2 separate regions of the Mus musculus genome follow, and region 1 is linked to region 2. Evidence: chromatin contacts called from public HiChIP or PLAC-seq data. All regions are on one chromosome and are shown on one strand. Each heading gives the region's core, a stretch centred on a gene start, on an enhancer-like site or on the middle of the called end of the contact. The rest is flanking DNA. Distances are from core to core; before and after follow the strand shown.

Evidence for each region. HiChIP or PLAC-seq counts read pairs in DNA pulled down with a chosen protein or histone mark.
Region 1: a contact with region 2 is called in an HNF4G HiChIP or PLAC-seq map of pancreatic cancer cells. The contact joins the promoter of Ano9 here to the promoter of B230206H07Rik in region 2. A contact is called at or near these places in 2 of 39 promoter capture datasets (liver and pre-B cells), 2 of 484 Hi-C or Micro-C datasets (B cells and cortical neurons), 3 of 115 datasets of contacts at active chromatin or transcription factors (embryonic stem cells, extraembryonic endoderm stem cells and pancreatic cancer cells) and 5 of 9 other capture datasets (adipose tissue, embryonic stem cells, liver and 2 more).

What each region holds. Positions count from the first base shown.
Region 1 is chr7:141,116,430-141,119,747 of GRCm38.p6, reverse strand. It overlaps Ano9 (anoctamin 9), which reads left to right and starts at 1,942. Exons shown (of 24, transcript NM_178381.3): 1 at 1,942-2,034. The coding sequence starts at 2,029.
Region 2 is chr7:141,362,700-141,366,443 of GRCm38.p6, reverse strand. It overlaps B230206H07Rik (RIKEN cDNA B230206H07 gene), which reads left to right and starts at 1,334. Exons shown (of 2, transcript NR_033532.1): 1 at 1,334-1,409. Eps8l2 (EPS8-like 2) reads right to left here. Exons shown (of 21, transcript NM_133191.2): 21 at 3,428-3,744.

The sequences.
Region 1 (3,318 bases), core at 693-3,192, 250 kb after region 2:
TCTTGGAAGAGAGGAGTAATAGTTTCCTGCTGAAGGACTACACTTCCCAGCTTCCCTTGCAGACAACAGACATATCTCCAGTCCTATAAGGAACTACCTCTCATCTCCCTCCATAGGCTCTTTGGCCATCCACCTGTGTAGGTGACAAGATGCCCCCCTTGCTGTGAATAAACGTGGCCCCACTCAAGGGCAGACCAAGCCTGTCTTTCTGGCCCCTATCTCTCAGCAGCTGCCTTTTAAGATAATGTAACAAAAGGAGTAAGGACCAAGTGAAGGTGGTGACACACAGAAAGGAAAATCTGGACCCCTGATATTTATGCTTCAGCATCCAGCCCCAGACTTCTTCCTAGAGGAGAAAATACAGAAATGTGTGTCAGTCACTACCAACTCCATTTGTCGCCCATATGCTAGTACACCCTTCTAGTTTGGTTTTTTTACTTACACAGTGTGGCGGTTTAAATAGGAAAGGCCCCCTTATAGTCATTTATTTAAATGCTTAGCTATCAAGGGATTGGAACTCTAACAGGATTGGAAGGATTAGAAGGTGTGGCCTTGTTGGATCGATCTCTCTCTCTCTCTTTCTGCCTTGAGATCAGGATGTAGCTCTCACGTACTGTACCAGTGCCATGCTTCCTGCCATAATGATAATGGACTAAACCTCTAAAGCTGTAAGCAAGCCCCCAGTTAAATACTTTCTTTTATGAAAGAGTTGCCTTGGAGGGCTGGAGAGATGGCTCAGTGATTAAGAGTACTGATTGCTCTTCCAAAGGTTCTGAGTTCAAATCCCAGCAAACCACATAGTGGCTCACAGCCATCTGTAATGAGATCTGATGCCCTCTTCTGGTGTGCCTGAAGACAGTGTCTTTACATATAACAAATAAATCTTTAAAAAAAAAAAAAGAGTTGCCTTGGTTATGGTGTCTCTTCACAGAAATAGAACGGTGACAGGTGACAACTAAGACATAGTTACACTGCTGGCTCTCTCTTTCCCTTCTTCCCTCTCTAGTTTGATATTTCCCCCTCTTCCCACCCCCCCACCCCCGACCTGCTATAGTTCAATCCTAGAGCCTTCTAGGGCCCTGAAGCTGAAGGAGAGGCCTGCCATTTATCTGAGAATCCTGAGCAAGTCTATGCCAAGTCAATGCCTGAACTGTAGGAACGTCATATACAGTGTTACAGAGTGACACAGTGTTGAGCAGGTGACATTGGGTGTGTCCTGGCTGCCAGCCACCCTGTGATAGATACTTTTAGAGATCCTGCCCTGACTTATCAACCCTGTTCCTGCATCTTCAGCTTCACAGTGCTTTTCAGATTGGGCCCCTATGTGCCCTTCCTGAGGAAGACCATCCTGCCCCTGCTAGCCTCAGCATCCTCAGGCTGCTCCCACACATTGGTTACTCTAATTCTGCCCATAGCCTTCTCCGGCAGCAGCTGTCAGTGCAGCTGCACAGCAGGGCTCAGTCTCAGGATCCCCGGCTTCAGGACATCACAGGAGCCCAGGAATGAGAAGTCCGTTCCTTTGGGACTCTGTCTTGCTATCCCTTTGCCTCTTTCTCCTCTGTGGAGTCGACAGTACATTTGGAAGGTCAGGAATGGACTCTGCAGATGTCTCAAGGACAGGTGGTACTGAGTACCTATCTATTAAGGCCGTCCATGTCGCCATTTTCTCTCGAAGCGGGGTGTGTGTGTGTGTGTGTGTGTGTGTGTGTGTGTGTGTGTGTGTGTGTGTGAGACGGACTCTACCTTGCAGCCAGGGCATCCCTGCAGGGAAGAGAATAGAAAACCCAGGAGAGGGCTCCACCTTACCCTTGAGAAGAAGGTGTTGGGGTGGCGGGACACTGGAAGGGATTTTCTTGGCGGGCTTGCTGCTGGCTCCTCCCCAGCATACTTGGGCAAGCAATCAGAGGAGTAGGCGGGGCAAATCCACAAGGAAGTCAGGTAACAACCGGGAGCCCGCAGGCACTCTCACACCTGCCAGTGCCAGCCAGCATCCAGAGCCCCACATTGACCGAGGGACCAGCCACCAGCATGCAGGTGAGCCTCGGTTCTGAGGGTACATGCCTGCAGCCTCTACAGCTGTCATCCTTCCCTGAAGGCTTGGTGGCGGGCAGTTCCCAACAACCTGCCATCTCAGGGAGCACGCTGGCTAGAGTTGGATCCTTGACTATGGGGCAGGCTAAGGAAGAGGCACGATTGATGAAATAGCTTTCTAGTCCTATTCTGGAATTCTGAAGATCCCAGGAACTGGGATCCTATAGGTATGTGATGTAGGGTTTTTCTGCCAGACTTACCTATGTAAGGTGAGAACAGAGATGCTGTGGTGGGACACTCAGACCTGTGACTTCCACTGACGGGGAGGGACTATGGGCACCAGGTTAGACTGGCCTGTGTAGCTGTGTGCCACACTTTCTGGATCCTGCTCCAGGCAGACTGGACCTGGAGCCTAGGTGTAGTCCAGAAGGTAAGATGTGTGTGTTCTTGGGGTACCTTTTAGAAAGCACTATGTCCCCTTTTGTCAACCAAAATGGTCACCTGGGGCAGAGGCCAGCACTTAATCTCCAGGGAGGAGGCAAGGGCGAGGTAGAGAGTGAAACTAACTTCCCACGGAGGCACCAGGCCTCCAGGTGTGGGCTGTGTGGGTGGCTGCTCCCTCTGCTTTTATGCAGTCCTCTCACTAGGCCTTCCAGACCCAGCTCTGGGAACTGAGTGTTCAGGTTAGCACATAGACACCCTTAACCTGGCTCCAATATCCATCCCCTTGCCAGCCTCTTTCTCAAGCTAGTGGTATAAGGAGAGAGAGCATGAGCCTTTAGGACCTAAAGTTTAGGTACACAGAGGGTTTGGTGGTCCCAGGTCCTAGTGGATCTGAGCCTGCCCTCTACTGTTTAAATTTCTTCCATGACTCTCCAGAGCTTTTGTCGAAGTCCAAGAAACCTTCCTTGACCTGGCTACTGTAAACGTCTAGCCTCGCCTGGTGGCTTTCTCCTTGCCCTTTATACTCCTGCAAAGTTGAAGTGCTGAGGACAAAGTCACCGGGTGTAGTGACTACCCAGTTCCCAGGGGTGCTGAGGACTGAGTCCTGTGGGGACTTGCATGCGCAGGGTCAGAAGACAAGCCTCTAGAGTCAGTTCTCTCCTTTGACCACGTGGTCCTAGGGATCAAACTGAGGCTTGGTGGCAGGTGCCTTTATCTGCCGAGCTATCTCCCTGGTCCGGGCATAAGTTCTTCAGATCCATAGCTTGTGAGTCTTCTGAGGTGGTAAGGAGTGAGTCCCTGAAGGGGTTGAGAGCTGAATAAACTTGCCAAGTGCAGCCTGCC
Region 2 (3,744 bases), core at 85-2,584:
ACACACACACACACACACACACATACACACCACTGTTGCACTCAAAGCAGGAAGATGAGGTTTCAAATGCCTTATTTGGGAAGTTACAGAAAGATTTTTGTATATTATATTATTTAATTTTAAGGCAGTTGTGAGCTGCCGCAAGGGTGCTGGAAACTGAACCCGGCTTCTTTAGAGGAGAGACCAGTTCTCTTAACCACTGAACCATCTCTCTGACCCCTCAGAAAGTTCTTGCTCAGGACCTGTAGGTGGAAAGCCTAGCAGGGCTCTCTGAGTTTTGAAACTCACCTTAGGGATGCTGAGTCCTAACCAAGTATCCAAAGATCCTCCTTGAACTCGACCCCGTGCTTCTCCCTGTTCCCCTGCTACTCGCCTGTACCTCAAACCCTGAAGAAAGTTCTTAAGCAGCTGTGCCCCTAATACCATCCACAGTGAGGTGTGCACTTAAGACCACTCAGTGTGCAATGTGTCTCTTGACAGCACTTTGGGGAGTGGTGATCAACAAAAGAAGTTTTGGTTGTTCTTTGGGGCAGGGTAGCACTATAAGCCTGCTCTGGCCTCAAACTCATGGTAATCCTCCTGCTTCAGCATTCCAAACGATAACATGACAGGCACGAATCACCATGCCTGGCAAGCGACTCTTAGGCTTTGTATGCTCAGAGCTGTATAGCTTGGCCATCACTCCTCTCTGCTCCATGCCCCATAGCAGCACACACACATTGTCTCTTTGAACTCAAATTCACGTCTTCTTGTTTGAGCACAAGTTATTTGGCTACAGATCTTCTCCATGCTTTCTCTCTGACACTTGACAGTTTTGCCTGTCATGTTGCATTCAATACTCCCAGGGGAACATTCAGGGCCAGGGTAGATCCTTTCTGCTTCTCCACACAAAAAGCATTTTCTCGGCATTCACCCATGTCCAGGGTCCCTTCATGGGATTTGCACAGAGATTTAGCCACTTTGGCTAAGCATCACTGTCCCCAGGTTAAGTGTGCATCTTGTGCTGGGTCACCCAGGTAGAAGGGACATCTCAGCTTCTCTGTCATTCCTCCAATTACCTTGAGAAGTCAACTATTTTATATCTTTTTCTAAGAAAGACGGGAAAGCCTCTTCTGAGTGGTATAGGAAGCCCTGTGTTTGAATGGCCTGCTGTGGGTGGTCAGGAGGTTGGCAGATCACAAAGACATGCTTGTCCCCAGACAGAGATGGGCCTTGTTCATGGAAATATTTGTTGGTGGTGGAGCTAGGCACAGAGCAGTAGTCACAGCAGTCCCACACACGAAGAGCTTATTGGCTAAGTAGCTTAGAAACCAACTCTAGGTTTGGGGGTTTTAAGTTCATTCTTCGTTCTTGTCCAGGGCAAATCTACCCAACCTATGGACAGACCCTCTTCAGCTGGGTTCCCACAGGTAGGGCAAACCTTTCCCATTCCTGCTGACTTGCTGGGTAGGGATCAGGGAGAGTTGTATTATAATTAGGAAAGTTGCACTTGAACCCCAGCCTAGGTGACCTGGGTTCTTTGTGTCTCATTCTTTAGTCTAGACCAGAGTGAGGTCACCCAATGCTAGAGATAGTGCTTGCTGCATGGTTCTTGTTTGTTATCTCTCATTTGCAGGCCCCGGATAGTGACATCCAAAGAGGGAAGAGTAAGTAGTTAGGGAAGGTCCCAAGCTAACTCGCCCTGGGGCTGTAACACTTCCATCTCTTCACTAGGTGCCTGTGATGGGTGGTCCTCTGCTATTCTCTTTGAAAGGTTCTGAGGGTTCAGGACTTAGCTCTGTTGGCAGAATGTTTCCCCTCTATCCCCAGCAACACATTAAACTGGGTGCCTGCCTAGAAGCCTTCGAGGCCATCCATCAGCCACATCAAAAGTATGAGGCGTGTGCTATGTGAGATTGTGCCTCACAGAATTAATAAGGAAAGCTGTCTCAGCCTTTAGGGATGGTTATTGCTGCAGAGGACCAGGGTTGGGGTTCCAGGACCCACAACTATCTATAACTCCAGTTCCAGAGAATCTGTCTGGCCTTTGTGGGCACGGCACACATGTGGTGTATATGGTGTACATACATGTAGGACATGTACAGGCAAACATTCATACACATAAAGTAAAAGCAAGAAAATCTAAAAAATATTTAAAAGTAAAGATTTTTGACAGTTTTTTTCTTGTTTGTTTGTTTGTTTGTTTGTTTGTTTTTGTTTTTTTTAACTCTGTAACCCTGGCTGGACTGGAACTTGCTGTGTCGACCTACTTCTAATTCACATAGATCTCCCTCCTGCCTCTGCTTTCTGCTTTCTGTAATTAAATGTGTATGTTACCACACCCAGCTCTCTACTTTTTAAAAAGGACCTAGAGGTGGTAGAAGGCCCTTGAGAGAAGAAGGGACAACTTCCAAGAACTCAGAGGCCTGAGCCAGTTGTTCAGCTGGGGCCCCAAGCACATGGGAGTGAGGAGTCCAGAGCTCCTGGGCAGGGGAGGCTGCTTGGTCTGGAGCCGCCTCAGCTCTGTGGAAGCCACAGTAAGTGTAGGCAGATGGGGAAGGGCTAGGAGGGTTAGATGAAGCAGATACAGGTTCTGGAGACTCCCTAAGGGTGGCGCCAACCATCTTGGAGAGAAGACTGCTGGAAAGACTGGGTCCTGTAGGGCTTGTCTGAGCTGAGGGGCTGGAGCCTCTGAGACCTGAGGCCAAGTCTGGGTAGGTGGTGGATTAGTTGAGGGGCACAGTCTCTTCACCTCAGTCTCGGCACAGTACGTTGAGGATTCAGGTGATCCTTGTCAGGATTTGACTCACTAGCAATTTGGAATGCAGGACAGTCCTCACACCAGATACAAGGTATCTAACAGTCACCCAAAGATGTATAAGGAGCTACCAGCAGATGGCACCAAAGGCTTGCATCAAAGGAAAGTCTCTGGCCAGTCAGGCAGATACCTGGGTCTCTCTCCAACTTGTCAGTGAGGTCTTTCAGGCCCCAGGTCTCTTTTTGACACCTCCCTCATCTTGGAACAGTCTTCTAAATAGTGCCTCTATCTCCCTCTGATTCATGCTCCTGGGCCAGCTGAACTCTGCTCCTACTCAGAATGGGACCTTTGAAAGCCACCCGGTTGGAAGGTTTTGGGCTGTCTAGACACCCTCTGGAGTCCCTCCCAGAAATGTCCTTAGGGCCATTTTGGATGGGTGTGGAGGTGAGAGGTGTCCCCTGGCATGGCCAAAGCACTACCTGTGTGGGTGGGTTGCTCTCTACTGGAAAGATCTTTGAAGGGCATGACCAGGCTTGGTGGTCTACAAGTGGGATCCCAGCACAGAAGGCTTAGGCAGGATGACGATTCAGAGTTCAGGGCCAATGCACTATCCCAGAGAAAAGGAGCAGGAAGAAGAGGCAGTTTGGGTGTCAGAGCACTTCTACCCCAAGAAACAGATATCTAAGTTGCTAGGAGACATCTGGTTTATTGACATAGCTGTGGAGTCCCCACTCTCATCTCTGGGTCTGGGGCTCCATCCAGAGCTGGGAAACGCACCAGACACCAGCGAACAGGCTGGTGGAAATAGCCAGAGACATCTGTTATCACAGGCTCTTTGGGTGGGATGGGACATTTGAAGTCAGAACCTATGTCTGGTTCATTCTTAGGTCTCAAAGAAGAAAGAATACAGCATACTCTATACCAGCAGGTCACCCAAGGCCTCCTGTCCTGGAGCCCCTGACCAGGTTGTTCCTGGGATGCTAGCAGCGTGAAGGGAGTGGGCAAAT